Regions from separate parts of the Mus musculus genome. Here regions 1, 2 and 4 are each linked to region 3. A link is a contact called in public promoter capture Hi-C data. All regions are on one chromosome and are shown on one strand. Each heading gives the region's core, a stretch centred on a gene start, on an enhancer-like site or on the middle of the called end of the contact. The rest is flanking DNA. Distances are from core to core; before and after follow the strand shown.

Region 1 (3,511 bases), core at 287-2,786, 2.0 Mb after region 3:
ACCACACCCCTCCTCCCAGTGATCAAGGACCACTGTAGAAGAGTCTGAAAGACTATAAGAGCCAGAGGCACTGGATACTGTCAAGGAAATGGTGTTTTCTGGACTAGCAGGGCAGCTACACACATGAACTCACAGTGGAATATACCAGACCTGTGCAAGCTAAGCCAGGCAAGATGTATGTATAAGAGAGATGGGCATGAAGCCTCACACCTAGCTAAGCTGTTGTTAACTGGTAGCTGCTGGGAACGGGGAATCAATTTCCTTCAAGGGTATGTATGATCTCCGATAGGTCTTCCAGTGGAAGACCATATCCAAAACTATATAGGCAACACAAAATGGAATTGGTGGGTTTAAAAAAGAAAGACTGAAAAAAAAAAAGACATAAAGTTGGGTGGGTAGGGAAGAAGAGTGGATCTGGGTGGTGGTGAGGTTGAATATGATCAAAATGCTTTGCATGAAATTCTTAAAGAATTCATTAAAAAAAAAAAAAAGAAAAGCTGGGAATCGTAGCACATTTAATTCCAGCACCAGAGGGCAGAGGACGGAGGGCAGATGGCCGAGGGCAGTATATTTCTATGCATTGAAGATTAAGATGGTGAGTTCCAGAAGAGCCAAGGTCTCCAAAGGCTAAAGCAAACCATTTTAAAGGCTACTTTAAACAAGCGTGGTGGTGCAGCTCCATAATCTTTTAAGAGGTAAAGGCAGGAAGACCGGGAATTCAAGGTCAACCTCAGCTACAGAGTCCAAAGCTAGCCTAAGATAGATGAGCCCCGATCCAAAGACAACAAACAAAACAAAAACACGAAACAGGAAGGGTGGGAAAGTGTGCGCCATCTTTTCCTCAACAACTTTGCCATCTTTGCCCCTCTGGCTGTACTAACAAAGTTCGACTTTGCTCCCCGCTTAACTGTCCTCAAGGACAGCACACTGCTCTTGGGAACTACCAGCCTCTTGCCTAGAGGTTCAGTTCTAACAGCACAGAACAAGTCTCTCTCTTCTCCAGGACCTTCGCCACCAGAACATTTCTATCTCCTTGAAGGGAAGAAGAGAAAGGAAAGAAGGGAAGCAGCGGGAAGGAGAGAAAGGTGCTTCCCATAGACTGTTGCACGGACCAATACATTTAAAGTAGAATCCTGTCCCAAGGACCGTGACCGCACGCGCCTTTCCAGTCTCAGACCCAACATTTGGCAAATCGTTTGCAGTTCTGCGCCTCGCTTTTCAAATCTGCAAAACGGACGTGCGACATTCTCTTCGAGCAACGCGGTGCGCCAAAGTTCCTAGAACAATGATCAACGACTCAGGACCAACGAGGTAACTCGCCGTTCTCAGACAGCAAGCCCCCGCCCACTCTCCGCCACGCGCAGGCGCACCCACCAGCGCACCTTTATGCATGCGCAGTCGACCGGAAACACCCGCGGATGCCTGCGGCGAAGAGGCGGGGCCTACGCAGCGGGCCTGCGCGGAACGCCGCCGTGCGACGCGAGGGTGGGCGGGACCGCGCAAGCGCGCAGCCCGTCCCGGCTCTGGAGCATAAACAAGAGTGGGGACGGGATGAGGCGGCAGTTGGTCCCCGCGCAGCGAGAGGCGGCGAGCGGGGCGACCTGCCGGACCGGACGTCGATCCTGAGTGTAGCGTGCTCCCGCGGGCCGCCCGAGTCGAGCTGCGCGCGCTCCCGCCAAGGGGGGTCCGAGGCCGTCGCGCGCTCGCAGCCATGAACCTGGCGAGCCAGAGCGGAGAGGCCGGCGCCGGCCAGCTGCTGTTCGCCAACTTCAACCAGGATAACACGTAAGGCCGGGCGCGGACGCGGGGCCGGGGCAGAGACCAGGGCTGGTCAGGTTGAGGGGTATGGGCGGGGGGCGTGCTGAGCCCGCGCGGCCGCTCGAGCGCTGCTGCCTCCTGGGCCGGGGGAGGTGATGGAACTCGGGGTGCCCCCATCCACCTGTCCTGAGACCTGGCCTTTCGCAAAGTTAGGAAGGAACTGTGCACGCCGGTTTGCGCCTGTCACCCGGACTCGGTTTTGCGGCCATCCTGGGCATCGCCCGCCTCCCCCTTTCTATACATCTGTATCCTCACTGCTTCTGTCGCTTTTCATGGCTTTTCTTTTTCTGTTTGCTTATTTCTTCTCTGCCGACCTTTCTGGCAAGTAACTTTGGTCTCCTCCAAAAAAGGACCAAACGGCAGTAGTAATCCAGGCCTTCGATCTGAGACTTTATCCTCAAGGGGTCTGGGAGCTTCAAAAGGGGGTGAGGTGGGCTATTCCTGGGGTAAAAAAGAACCTTCGTACCGGTCCACTGTTTTACCGGACTGAACTCCTGTAGTTCCCCATCTGGTTCTTCAAGGCTGCCTCGTTGGCATACCTGGAAGGTAGGTAATAGATGAGGTTTCTGATGAAGGATGGATGAGTTATGGGACTGGAAGGGAGAAGAGCCATCTTGGGAAGTGAGTAAGAGGAAGTGATGTAAGAGGAGGAGGAATGGGTCACTTGGCATCACACTAAGTAGTTGGTCGCTACTGGCACAATAGCATTAGCAAGGCAGGGACTGAGGCTTTTGTTTTTCCTCACTTAAAAGTTAGATTGGAGAATGGCAAGTACCTGTGTGGAGGGAGGTGCAACAGGTGCTCAGTTGGACCTTTAGACGAGCTCAAGAAGGAGGTGCTGTCCTGAAATTGGGACCAGCCACAAATGAGACTGTGAAGTTCAGAAAGGGCTAGAGTCTGTCAGGATCTTAAAGTTGGCTAATAGTGGGATGGGGCAGGCTTGGGTTCTCATCCCCTGAGGTTGCTCTCCTGGTGTTCTTTCCGTTGTAACACACTGGGTCTTTTCTACATTAGAACAGAATGCTAAAGACACTGAGTCCAGAAGTAATAGTGGACCTGGGCACTGGAGAGCTGGTTCAGTGGATAAAGCACTTGTCACACAACTCTGAGGCCCAGAGTTGGGATCCCAGCACCCATAGAAAAGCTAGGCAGCTGTCTATAATCCCAGCAGATCCCTGGCTAGTTAGATGAGCAGGGTCAGTGAGCTCTGGGGTTCAGGGAAGAGACCCTACTTTGGTAAATAAAGAGGGAGACACCTGGCCTAAACAACTGACCTCCACACAAGTGTATGCACACTGGCAGGTGTGTACCTCTCACACGTTCAGGCTGCTAAAAATTGTGTCGTGTCCTAAAGCCAGCACAACAAAGGCTACAGGGACAACCTGTTGCAATTTGCCTAGTGAGTAAGCAGGCTCCATGCAGGTGGGAGGAAAGCATTTCTAACCAGTAGTGATTTGGCCTCTGAACCATCAGGGTTTGAGGATCACTAGGAAATTCTAATATTACTTACTTATTTTGAGACACCCCTCCCTCAGCCCTGAACCCACTAGGTTATGAAGTTAGTATTTAAAAACAAGACTTGTGTCATTTTTTGACTTGCCAAAGAGATCTAGAAACCTACGTTGGAAGGAATTGTAGGTTCGAGCTATGCAGGGAGTTCAGTGCAGTGCCATGACTTAGAGCACACGAGAAC
Region 2 (3,246 bases), core at 531-3,030, 1.9 Mb after region 3:
GGGACTCTAAGACAGAGCTGGGAAAAGTGTGAAGAGCAGGAGATGACAGAACCTGGGTGGGTGTGACTCACTCCTCACCAGCGTCTCTCCTCAAGGGCCCCGAGTCCCAGTGAATGCCGAGCTTTCGCTTCTTGGTTTTTCAGAAAGTTTGGGTTTTTTTTTTATGCCCATCCTCCCCACGGCCACTAAAGAGTGGGCCCTGAGGTGGCCCTGAGTGGCTTGTAGACCTCTTTCCTTCCTAATCACAGAATCAAGAGTGGAGCCTGTTTGTCCACACAGGACAAAAATGTTTCTCAAAAGGCCACTTGGAATTCAGGGAAAGTCCTACAGAGGCGAGTACGCCCTGGGTAACCAGATCTGTTTTTCTGGAAGTATGACCTGTCTTTTCCTTTTTCTGCCTCATTCTCGCCTCTGACACACAAACATTTGAGGACAGCTCAGGTCCCAGAGAGTCAAGAGTACACGCAGGGCTCTCGCCGTGGCTGCCTCAGAAATTGTCTCTTTTCTTGTTCTCCGATTCTGCTTTTTTAAAAAAGAAAAAAAGAAAGGAAGAAAAGAGAAAAAAGAAAGAAAAGGAAAAAAAGTAAGGTTAAGTCACAGAGACCAGGCAGGCAGTGAGGTCAACGACGGCTGACATGGGTGGAGGGACGTCTCTGTTCCAACAGGACAATGTGGAACACATTATCATTCCAACAGAAGAAAAACTGAGCAGTCAACTTTGCAGACGGCGCATTAGCCTCCTCCCCTCATCCACAAATCCTATCTTTATGGCTCCAGCTGGAGGGCGGCTTTAAAGGCAAGCATAATTCAATCAGGTTTCATTTGGGCCGCTAGTCACTTAGCAAAAAGGGACTGACTTCTCCCAGCAGGATTAAAGAGAAGCTCCTCTCTGGAATGCACAAGAGGTGGCCCGCAGCACCGAGAGACACCAGTAATCAAATTCTTTTTGGTAATTCAGATTAACCAAACACTCGACAGGCGACAGAGGCTGGGCCGGGCAGGTCTGCAGCCTGTCAGGCCCCCATCCCAGGGCTCCCCAGGGACAGAAGCCAGATCCCTTTGAGGGCCTCGGAGCTCCAGCTCAGCATCTGTCTCAGGCGCGGCACTTGTCGGGGGACTGGCTGGAAATGATACAGAAATAGCTGGAGAAACAATGCCTCTCGCGGGCACACCGATGGGGAGGAGACGCGATGCGGGACGGGTGTAGGCGGGGGTGTCACCACCATCCTGGTGGGCGAGTGCGGGACTCCCGCCTTGAGCTCTTTCGGGTTGTTCCAGGTTAGATTGCACCTCCAAAGCACTACCAGGTAAACTGAGGCCTGGAAAGGTCCCTTGGCCACGAGTGACGGAACCCGGATTGCCCCTGGAAGTCCACGGGGCCACGCAACCCGCGCCCACCCGGCCTTCAGGTGCAGCTCCCCCGGGCCGCTCCAGGCCCCGTGCGCTCGCCGGTTTCCATGGCAACCGAGCAAGCCTGCCTCCATCGCGCCCGGACTCGCCGTGGGGACCGTGACCAGCGCGGCCCCGCCCCAGCGCGTGCCCCGCCACCCGTGTCTCAGCCCGCGGTCTCCGCACCCTCCGCGGGTCCCCGCAGTGGCCCAGCCGCACCTCCTGGGCCATCCTCGGCCTCTGCTGACCTTCCTTCTCGCGCCCCGCACTCACCTCAGCGCAGCCTGTCAGCTGCGTCCCCCGCGCGCGGCTCCCACGCCCGCCGTTAGCCGAGCTGGCGCCCGGCTCGAAGCGCCTCCTGCCGGCCGCGCAACGGACAGGGCGAGGCCTCCGAAGGGGCGGGGCCTCTGGGGGCGGAGCCTCTAAGGGCGGGGAGTCGGGCGAGACGAACAGAAACTTGACACCTCAGCGCCCAATGGGCAGAGACGGAGCCTCGAGTGGGCGGGGTCACATGTATTAGGGCGGGCCTGGCCGACCGAGAAAGATAGGCTGTGCGCTAGCGCCCCCTTCTGGTCCCCAACGGTAAGAACGATTCTCTAAGAGGTGTGGCCTTTGAGTGGGCGTGGCCTCGGCAAGGGGGCGGGGCTAGTTTCCCAAAGTCGAGTCGTGGTATCTCAAGGGGCGGGGCTGCAGGAAAGAAGGGCGTGGCCTGTTCTTGGGCCCCCCTGCTTTGGGGTTGTGTACTCTATGATCAAGTAGGTGGTGTTTGGCCTCCACCCCAGTTAGTGGACGAAGGTGGAGGGGTGGACAAAGATGGACAGGTACATAACTGAATATGCATGAAACTGACCAGGGACAGGAAGGCCAGACTTTTATTTTATTGAATATATTTTTATTTATTCATTGACAATTGCATACGTGTATATAGTGTGTGTTGTCAGCATTTAACCCCAGTTCTTTAATTTTAATGTATCCTTCGTAGAATTTTATTTTACATTTTAGATAGGGTCTCATAGATGCCAGATTGGCCTCAAACTCCATGTGACCAAGGCTGGCCTTGCACTCCTGATGCTATTACCTCCATTGTCCTTGTGTTGGAATTACAAGCTTGCACTACCATGCCTAGTTAATGTAGTTCTGGGGATCGAACCAAGGGCCTCATGTATGCAATACAAATGCTCTACCAACTGAATCACTTCAACCCTAAGCAGCCAGAATTTTAAAAACACAAGTCAAATTATGGCAGACTAACTTTAAACCATGCAAAATGGGACCAAATCAGCTCTAGGTCCTTGACCCAAATAATGTATTTTGCTTTGACTTCTCTCTGGTATGTTCAGTGATCTCAAACTGCACACCCTAACCCGAGAAGTATATCTTTTTGTGGGCAGTTTGTCAAGAACTATACTGTAGAGAAGTAGTTCTCAACTTTCCTTAATGTTGCAACCCTTTAATACAGTTCCTCACTGGGTGGTTTGAATAGATATGGCCCCATACACTTCTGTGTTTGAATGCTTGGCCCATAGAGAGTGCCACTATTAGGAGGTGTGGTCTTGTTGGAGGAAGTGTGTCACTGTGGGGGTGGACTTTGAGGTCTCCTATGCCCAAGCTACACCTAGTATGACATATGGTCAGCCTCCTGCTGCCTGCGGATCGAGATGCAGAACTCTCAGTTCCTCTTCCAGCACTATGCCTGCCTGGATGCTGCCATGCTTCCCACCATGATGATAATGAACTGAACCTCTGAAACTGTAAGCAGGCCCAGATAAATGTTTCTTTTACTTTGGTCATAGCATCTCTTCACAGCAATGAACCCCTAACTAAAACACTCATGTTGTGGTAACCCCCAACCATAGA
Region 3 (3,212 bases), core at 199-2,698:
TAACAATACCATCACACAGTAAGAAAACCACACGTGTCCCTCCACCTCACCCGGGCCTGGTCTTCCCCACAAAATCCCCAGGTGAGGTCCTGGGTCCCGGGTGCATCTCCTTGCTGTCTTTCAGGACTCAGGTTTTGCTCTACCCCTCACACCTGTTCTAATCTGCTCAGGAACACCATCAGCTACTGGAGCTGGGGTCAGGTAGGCAGAGAGTGGGAGCAGGGACAGTCCTGTGTTCTCTCACCCTCAACTTCAGTAAGATGAGGATGGCGGCAGAGATATTTGGCACAGCCCCAGGAGTACTTGATTCCCAGGCTACTGTCTGTCCCAGGAGCCGCCGGAGAGAAACTGTGAGGTGCTTAGTGACCAAGTGGGCTGATCATTCTTTTTTTTCTGGAATCTGGAGCAGGAAGGAAAAGCCCACAGCCCTAGTCCCCCTGCTCTGCACTCAAATGACAGTGGTTCAGTAGTGGGGGTGGTGCTGGGACTTGGCAGGACGCCAGACTTAGGGCTTCGCAGGGAGAGGGCTGCCAAGTGCCCCATGGCCCCCAGCCCAGACGGAGGCCCACTCACCCCACTTCAGCCAGGCCTCATTTTCCACCCTGGGTAGAGAGACTGCTGGCACCCTGGTTTCCCACAACCACACGACACCCTGTGTACATCCCACAGCCTGACCGTGAAGCAAGGGGTCATTAGCAGCCACAGAAGGCTGGCGATGGCCCAGGCTCCTCACCCACCAACAGTCTGGCAAAGGGATTCCCTAGCTGGGGAAAGAGAACGAGGAATACCCTCCTGCCTGAACCCAGGGATCCAGCCTTGGCTAGCGGGGGCTCTGCTGGGGAGAAGCTGACTGCCCAAAGGATGAAGACGGGCCTACCAGGAACCCATAGGATCAGAAGAGGGTCTATCAGGGGAGGGAGGCAGCTCCGTCAATCCGGATCGGAGGCCCTGGTGACACAGAGGGGCTGAACACCTTCCAGGGGGTGTTCGACATTAATCCCTGGAAAGGTTATCAGTGAACGGGAGGCGACTCCTAGAATGAAAGGGGATGGGGAAGCTCCAGCTCCTTGGGAGGGGCCATGACCCGGGGCCCCTGACCCCGCACCCGGGGGCGCGCGTCACCTGCTGGTAGTCGGCGTCCTCGGGCCGGAATTGGCTGCTGGTGGCCTCCCACCGCAGGTCGAAGTGCGGCAGCCGGTGCAGGAGGCTCACCCACCAGGGCGCCGCGTAGCTGACCCCGGCCATGGCGGGCGGGCGGCCACGGGCGCTGCGCCGGGCTTCCCTCGCTGCCGGATGCACGGGGCTCAGGGACCCGCCGACCCCTGCTCAGCTGCCCTCATCGTGCCCGCTTCCAGGGGCCCTGGCCCGGCCCGGCTCGGCCCGGCTCGGCCCGGCTCGGCTGCGCTCGGCTCCGCTCGGCCGCCCGCGCCCGCCGCCTCTTTGTTCACCGCCGCTGCCGCCGCCCCCTCCGCGCACCCGCCCGCTCGCCTTCAGGCTCCACCCCCACACCGCCATAGGCCCACCGCCCTCAGGCCCCACCCCAACCGCCCTCCCGGACATTCGGCCCCGCCCCACACAATGCTATTGGTCGGCACCACGCAGACCCCGCCCATACCAGGGCAGTCTCTGCCTCCGGACTGCCATTGGCATTTCTCCCATAGGCCCTGCCCCCTGCGTTACCATTGGTCTTTTTGCCTACACCTCTCGGTTTAGGCAGGACCCTCAACCTCTTCAGCCATTTCTTCCCTGTAGACCACGAAGGCTGGAATCCAAAGCTCACGTGTAGCATCCTCTCCGACCCATGCCTTTGCTCTCTGGTTTGATCCGGTTTCCACGCAGCCCTCATAAGGACCTGCCAGGGAACCAGTGACCTGTCTCTAGGATGGACATGATCTGCATTCGGGAGCTGCAGCTGTGTGCTCTTGGGCGAATGACTTAGCCTCTCGGTATCAGTGTTGTAGTCTGAGAAAAGGCGTTGCGGAGATAAACCGAGTGTGAAGTGCTCAGAACAAAGCCTGGCGCATAAGCCATAAAGCCGCGTGTAAGGCGATAATGGGCAGATAGATTGAATACCCACCTGCTTTAATTTCAGTTATGGAACCAGGGCCTTACGCATGCAAGCCAGGCACTCTACCACCGACCTAAATCCCCAATCCCCTGTTTTACTTTTTCTGTCGCGGGATCTCTGTAAATTGCTCAGCCTAGCCTCAAACTTGGCAGTCCTCTTGCTTCAGCCTCCCAGGTACTGGGATAACAGGCCTGAACCGCCGCACCTCACTTGCTTGCATCATTCTAAAGATGCAAAAGGAAGATGTAAAGAAAGTTCCCTGTATCCCATCTTGGAAACTAGGCTACTGGTCAGGACACAGCCTATAGAAAGGTCATGGGGGCAGGGGGGCAGTTCTTGCTTCTCCCCGGGTGGAGCGAACATATCCACTTGGCTCTGTGCACTCACAACCCTGGGGCCTTATGTTCTTAGAAACTAGACACATGCAGCTTCTCCATCGGCTAGGTAGCCTCACTCCTCAGCTGGACAGTGGCTTCCTGACAGACCTGTCTTTCAGTTCATGCAACTGCCTGAGGCATCTCCTTCCTTGCACTCTGGCCCGAGGGCAGGGGCCCTTTACAGAGCTGTGGGTTTCAATGTTCTGGATGGCTGGAGGAAGCTACCTAGCTGGGAATCAGCCTGCAGCGATAGGTAAGAAGTTCTTAGGCTTCTTACTCCAGGGCCACACAGCAATGGCTGTTCCCCCTCGCCCCACCCCCAGGCCGAGCTTTCCTCCTAGTGTCAAATGAGCACTTGCCAGACAGAGTCAGTGCAGCAGGTGAGATGCCCGCACCTGGCTAGATTTCCTGTAGAGCCGAGAGTAGCTCTGCCCCCAGCTCTGCCTTTAGGAGTCCAAAGATGAACAGTAACATCAGAGACGGTCATCACAGGCTGGGAAAGTTTCTGGCCTCTGCTTCAGCACCTCCCATAGAGAGCCCTGCATCCTTGCTTAGTCCCAACAACAGTAACTGATGTCCAAGGTTCATACACATAGATGTGAGATCTGGGAGTTACCTCTCCCATCACCAGAAGTCTCACCAAAATGGAGATTTTCTTCTGATCAGGCTACAATACCTGTGCATTACATACTCACTATGATGGACAAATTTCATACCCCCAAAAGATGTGCAAAAGCCAGGTATGAAGTCACACACCTGGGCAGCTG
Region 4 (3,287 bases), core at 110-2,609, 1.2 Mb before region 3:
AGAGCTCTAGAGGCGGAGGTGGGAAGATCTCTGTGAGTTCGAAGCCAGCCTGGTATACAAAGGGAGTCTAGGACAGCCAGGGCTTGCTATACAGAGAAACCTTCTCTCAAAAAACAAAACAAAAACCAAACAAAAGAAGTGGTGGGGGAGGGGGAGAAAGCAATATGGTTCAGCAGGTAAAGGCGCTTGCCACTAAGCCTGAAGACCTGAGTTCCGTCCCTGCCTAGCCTGTCGAGTCCACTGTCACATACAAGGTAGATGGCTGCTGGGGACCACCTAAAGTTGACCTCTGGCACACACACACACTGCAAACTCTAGAATGGGCAAAGGTCTTGAACAAACAGTGAAGAACATGAAAAGATGCCCAATGTCACTAGTCCTTTAGGAAATGAAATCCAGAGGCACTGACTGCTGCTTCATGCAGCAAGGAAATAAGAAGACAGAGGGCTAGGAGTTCTCAGTGGGTAAAAGCACCTGCCGAACAAGCCTGATAATATGAGTTCGATTCCTGGGACTTACATAAAAAGCTGGATGCAGTGTGTGAATCTGTCGTCTCGTCTCTCCTATGGTGAGATGGAAGGCAGAGACAGGGGGGTAAGCCTGGGGTACACAGTGCAGCAGCAGAAACCAGAAAGACTATGCCTCAGCAAGCTCAAAGAAGGAACAAGACTCCCTTAAATTATCTCCATGGTACCTAAGACCATTAGTAAGAGATCTTCTACAGTCAAAAACCTGGGCTCCCTAGATCTGGGATTCTTATTCTGGCCCCCGTTTCTTCCCAGAGCCTTGAGTGACACCGATACAGAAAAGGAACCCAAAGAATCTTTTTTTTTTTTTTTTTTTTTTTGAACGGAGTCTCATTTAGAAGACATGGCTAGACCGAGCTAGCGGCAATTTTTTTCAGTCCCAGCCTTCAGGATACTGAGACCACAGCTGTGTACCACCACACCCAACTTGTAAGAATGGATACATGGAAGGACTGTTGGGTGCATGAATAAGTGGGTGGGTGGATGAAGGATATAGATGAATGGATGGGTGGGTGCCTGGATGAATAGGTGGGTGGACGGATGGATAATTGGGTAGAGGAGTGGATGGACGTTTAAGTAGACGGAGGAGTGGACGAATGGCTAAGTGGTCGCCTGTATCAACAGGGGTAAATGGGTAGGTGGGTGGTTGAATAGATCTCTGGAAATCCACGTGGAGAGCTGCGCAGAGACGCACAGCCCGGCCCAGGACCGCGTCTCCCCGGGCGGATGCGACAACCCCCCGTCACCCCACCCTACCCAGCACGCACCTGCAGCTCCCACTCTCGCACACCTCTGCCACGCGCCTCCACCACCAGCTCAGCAGGTTCCGCGCCGTCCCGCCCTCAGAAGATCAGCGCTATCCATTGGATCGGGAAGGCGTCCATCTTCCAGCCAGCCAATGGCCGCCGCATGGGAGGGCGCAGCCCTGGCGCAGGATATTGGCGTCATCTCTCTGAGCTGAGAGCGCAGTCAGTTGCCAGGGCAACACCTGGTGGCGTGGGCACGTGCGGCCGAATTCTGGCCGCTGGTGCTGGGCTGAACAGATAGAACACCTCTCAGAGAATTCCAGCAGGTAAAGTTAGAATATCCGAGGGGTGCCGGGCTTGGAGGTGCACGCCTTTCGTCCCAGCCCTAGGGAAGCTAGGAAGAAGGATTAGGAGTTCAAGGCTATCCTCCGCTGTGTAGGGAGTTCAAAGTCGGACCCTGTTGTAGCCTATAATCCCAGCACCAAAGAGATAGAGGGAGGAGGATCAGAAACTCGGGGTCTTCTCGAGATTCATAAAGGCCAGTGAGATGCCTCCGACGGTAAAAGTGTTTATTGTAAAGCTTGGTAACGTTAGTTTGATGTCCAGGATCCATAAATCGGAAGGAAAATCAATTCCCACAAGCTGTCTTCTGACCTCTAAACACACACACACTAAATAAGTAAATATGTACATTTCATAATATATGTATGTGTACACACACACACACAAAGTAGTGAAGAAGTAATGTAAAGGGTCTGGCATAGCTGTCACTGGCCTTGTAACAGGGCCATAGACCTTAGTAGGCCACCAGACCTTAGCACACTGACTCCACATTGGAAGTACCATGAGGCTGTAAAACTTAGCAGCACATAGACAGCACCACCTGCCCAAACTAAAACAAGGGCCTAGTCCATCAGAGTCCATATAGTGCTGGGAAAGTCTCAACACACACTAACCTTGCTTTCCAGCCTCTCTAGTTCCACTTCTGGTTTACTCTTCTTTTTAACTGTGTGTCAACTCGGAACATGGTTTTAGTGCTTAAAAAATCACCTGGAAAAAGGCTCAGTGCTACACTAGGATTCCATCACCCAGTGTAGTTGCTGGACAGCTAATAAAGATTTTCTATTGGCTTAAACCATGTCTAGCAGTCTTCTCTTCAGAGTACCCCACAACAGCCTTTAATTCCAGCATTGGGTCAGAGGCAAGTGGATCTCTACAAGTGTGAGGCCAGCCTGGTCTACATAGTGTGTTCCAGGTTAGCCAAGGCTTAGTGAGACCCTGCTTCAAAATGACAAAATTACAGATGGAGTGGGTGTGATTTATTGCTGATGCTGCTAGCCAACTAAGAGGAGACAGTAAATTCCTTGTGATGCAGAATAGAGAGAGGGGAATTATCAAGCAATGAGAAAAGACAGACTCCCTCACCTGAGTTTTGTTGAAGCCTCTAACAGGCTGAGAATCAAGAACTCTAGCTCAGCTGGCATTTGCTGTGAAAGTGGCCAACACAGAGATAACAGGTAACAATCTTTCTGTATAAGGATACCTTATTTTATTTATTTTTTTTTGAGACAGGGTTTCTCTGTTTAGCCCCAGCTAGCCTGGAACTCACTCTGAAAACCAGGCTGGCCTTGAGCTCACAGAGATCTGCCTGCCTCTGGCCCTGGTGTGCTGGGATTAAAAGCATGTGCCACCACTGCCTGCCCCAACTCTTTCCCTTCCAATTTAAATGTATTTGTGGGTTGATCTCAGGGATTCTTACATGGTAGGTGAGCACTCTACCAAGTTATGTCACCTGCCCAGCCAGGTGCCCCGACTCCAATCATTTCACAGCTCAGTCTCTTCCTACCTACCGACTCTATACATAGCATTTGAGGCCTTCTGGACTTTCTTTTCTGTTCTAGTTGGCTGTCTTTTACATTTATGTGGTATGTATGTGTGTGTGTGTGTATGGTGTGCATGGGGCAAGTGTGTAGTGTGCATGTATGTGTGTGTGTGTGCTCAGGTAAGTGTGTGG

Evidence for each region. Promoter capture Hi-C pulls out the DNA fragments that hold promoters and counts their contacts.
Region 1: a contact with region 3 is called in a promoter capture Hi-C map of hippocampal neurons, with 7 times the contacts expected there. The contact joins the promoter of Wipi2 here to the promoter of Ttyh3 in region 3. A contact is called at or near these places in 3 of 39 promoter capture datasets (cranial neural crest, embryonic stem cells and hippocampal neurons) and 4 of 115 datasets of contacts at active chromatin or transcription factors (astrocytes, embryonic forebrain, large pre-B cells and 1 more).
Region 2: a promoter capture Hi-C map of embryonic stem cells shows a contact between it and region 3, with 5 times the contacts expected there. The contact joins the promoter of Radil here to the promoter of Ttyh3 in region 3. A contact is called at or near these places in 4 of 39 promoter capture datasets (cranial neural crest, embryonic stem cells, hippocampal neurons and 1 more) and 2 of 115 datasets of contacts at active chromatin or transcription factors (astrocytes and large pre-B cells).
Region 4: a contact with region 3 is called in a promoter capture Hi-C map of liver, with 2.7 times the contacts expected there. The contact joins the promoter of 3110082I17Rik here to the promoter of Ttyh3 in region 3. A contact is called at or near these places in 1 of 39 promoter capture datasets (liver) and 1 of 115 datasets of contacts at active chromatin or transcription factors (embryonic stem cells).

What each region holds. Positions count from the first base shown.
Region 1 is chr5:142,628,048-142,631,558 of GRCm38.p6, forward strand. It overlaps Wipi2 (WD repeat domain, phosphoinositide interacting 2), which reads left to right and starts at 1,537. Exons shown (of 12, transcript NM_178398.4): 1 at 1,537-1,785. The coding sequence starts at 1,712.
Region 2 is chr5:142,549,318-142,552,563 of GRCm38.p6, forward strand. Radil (Ras association and DIL domains) reads right to left here and starts at 1,781. Exons shown (of 15, transcript NM_178702.4): 1 at 1,663-1,781.
Region 3 is chr5:140,647,583-140,650,794 of GRCm38.p6, forward strand. Ttyh3 (tweety family member 3) reads right to left here and starts at 1,449. Exons shown (of 14, transcript NM_175274.5): 1 at 1,123-1,449. The coding sequence starts at 1,245.
Region 4 is chr5:139,459,175-139,462,461 of GRCm38.p6, forward strand. 3110082I17Rik (RIKEN cDNA 3110082I17 gene) reads right to left here and starts at 1,360. Exons shown (of 5, transcript NM_028469.3): 1 at 1,295-1,360.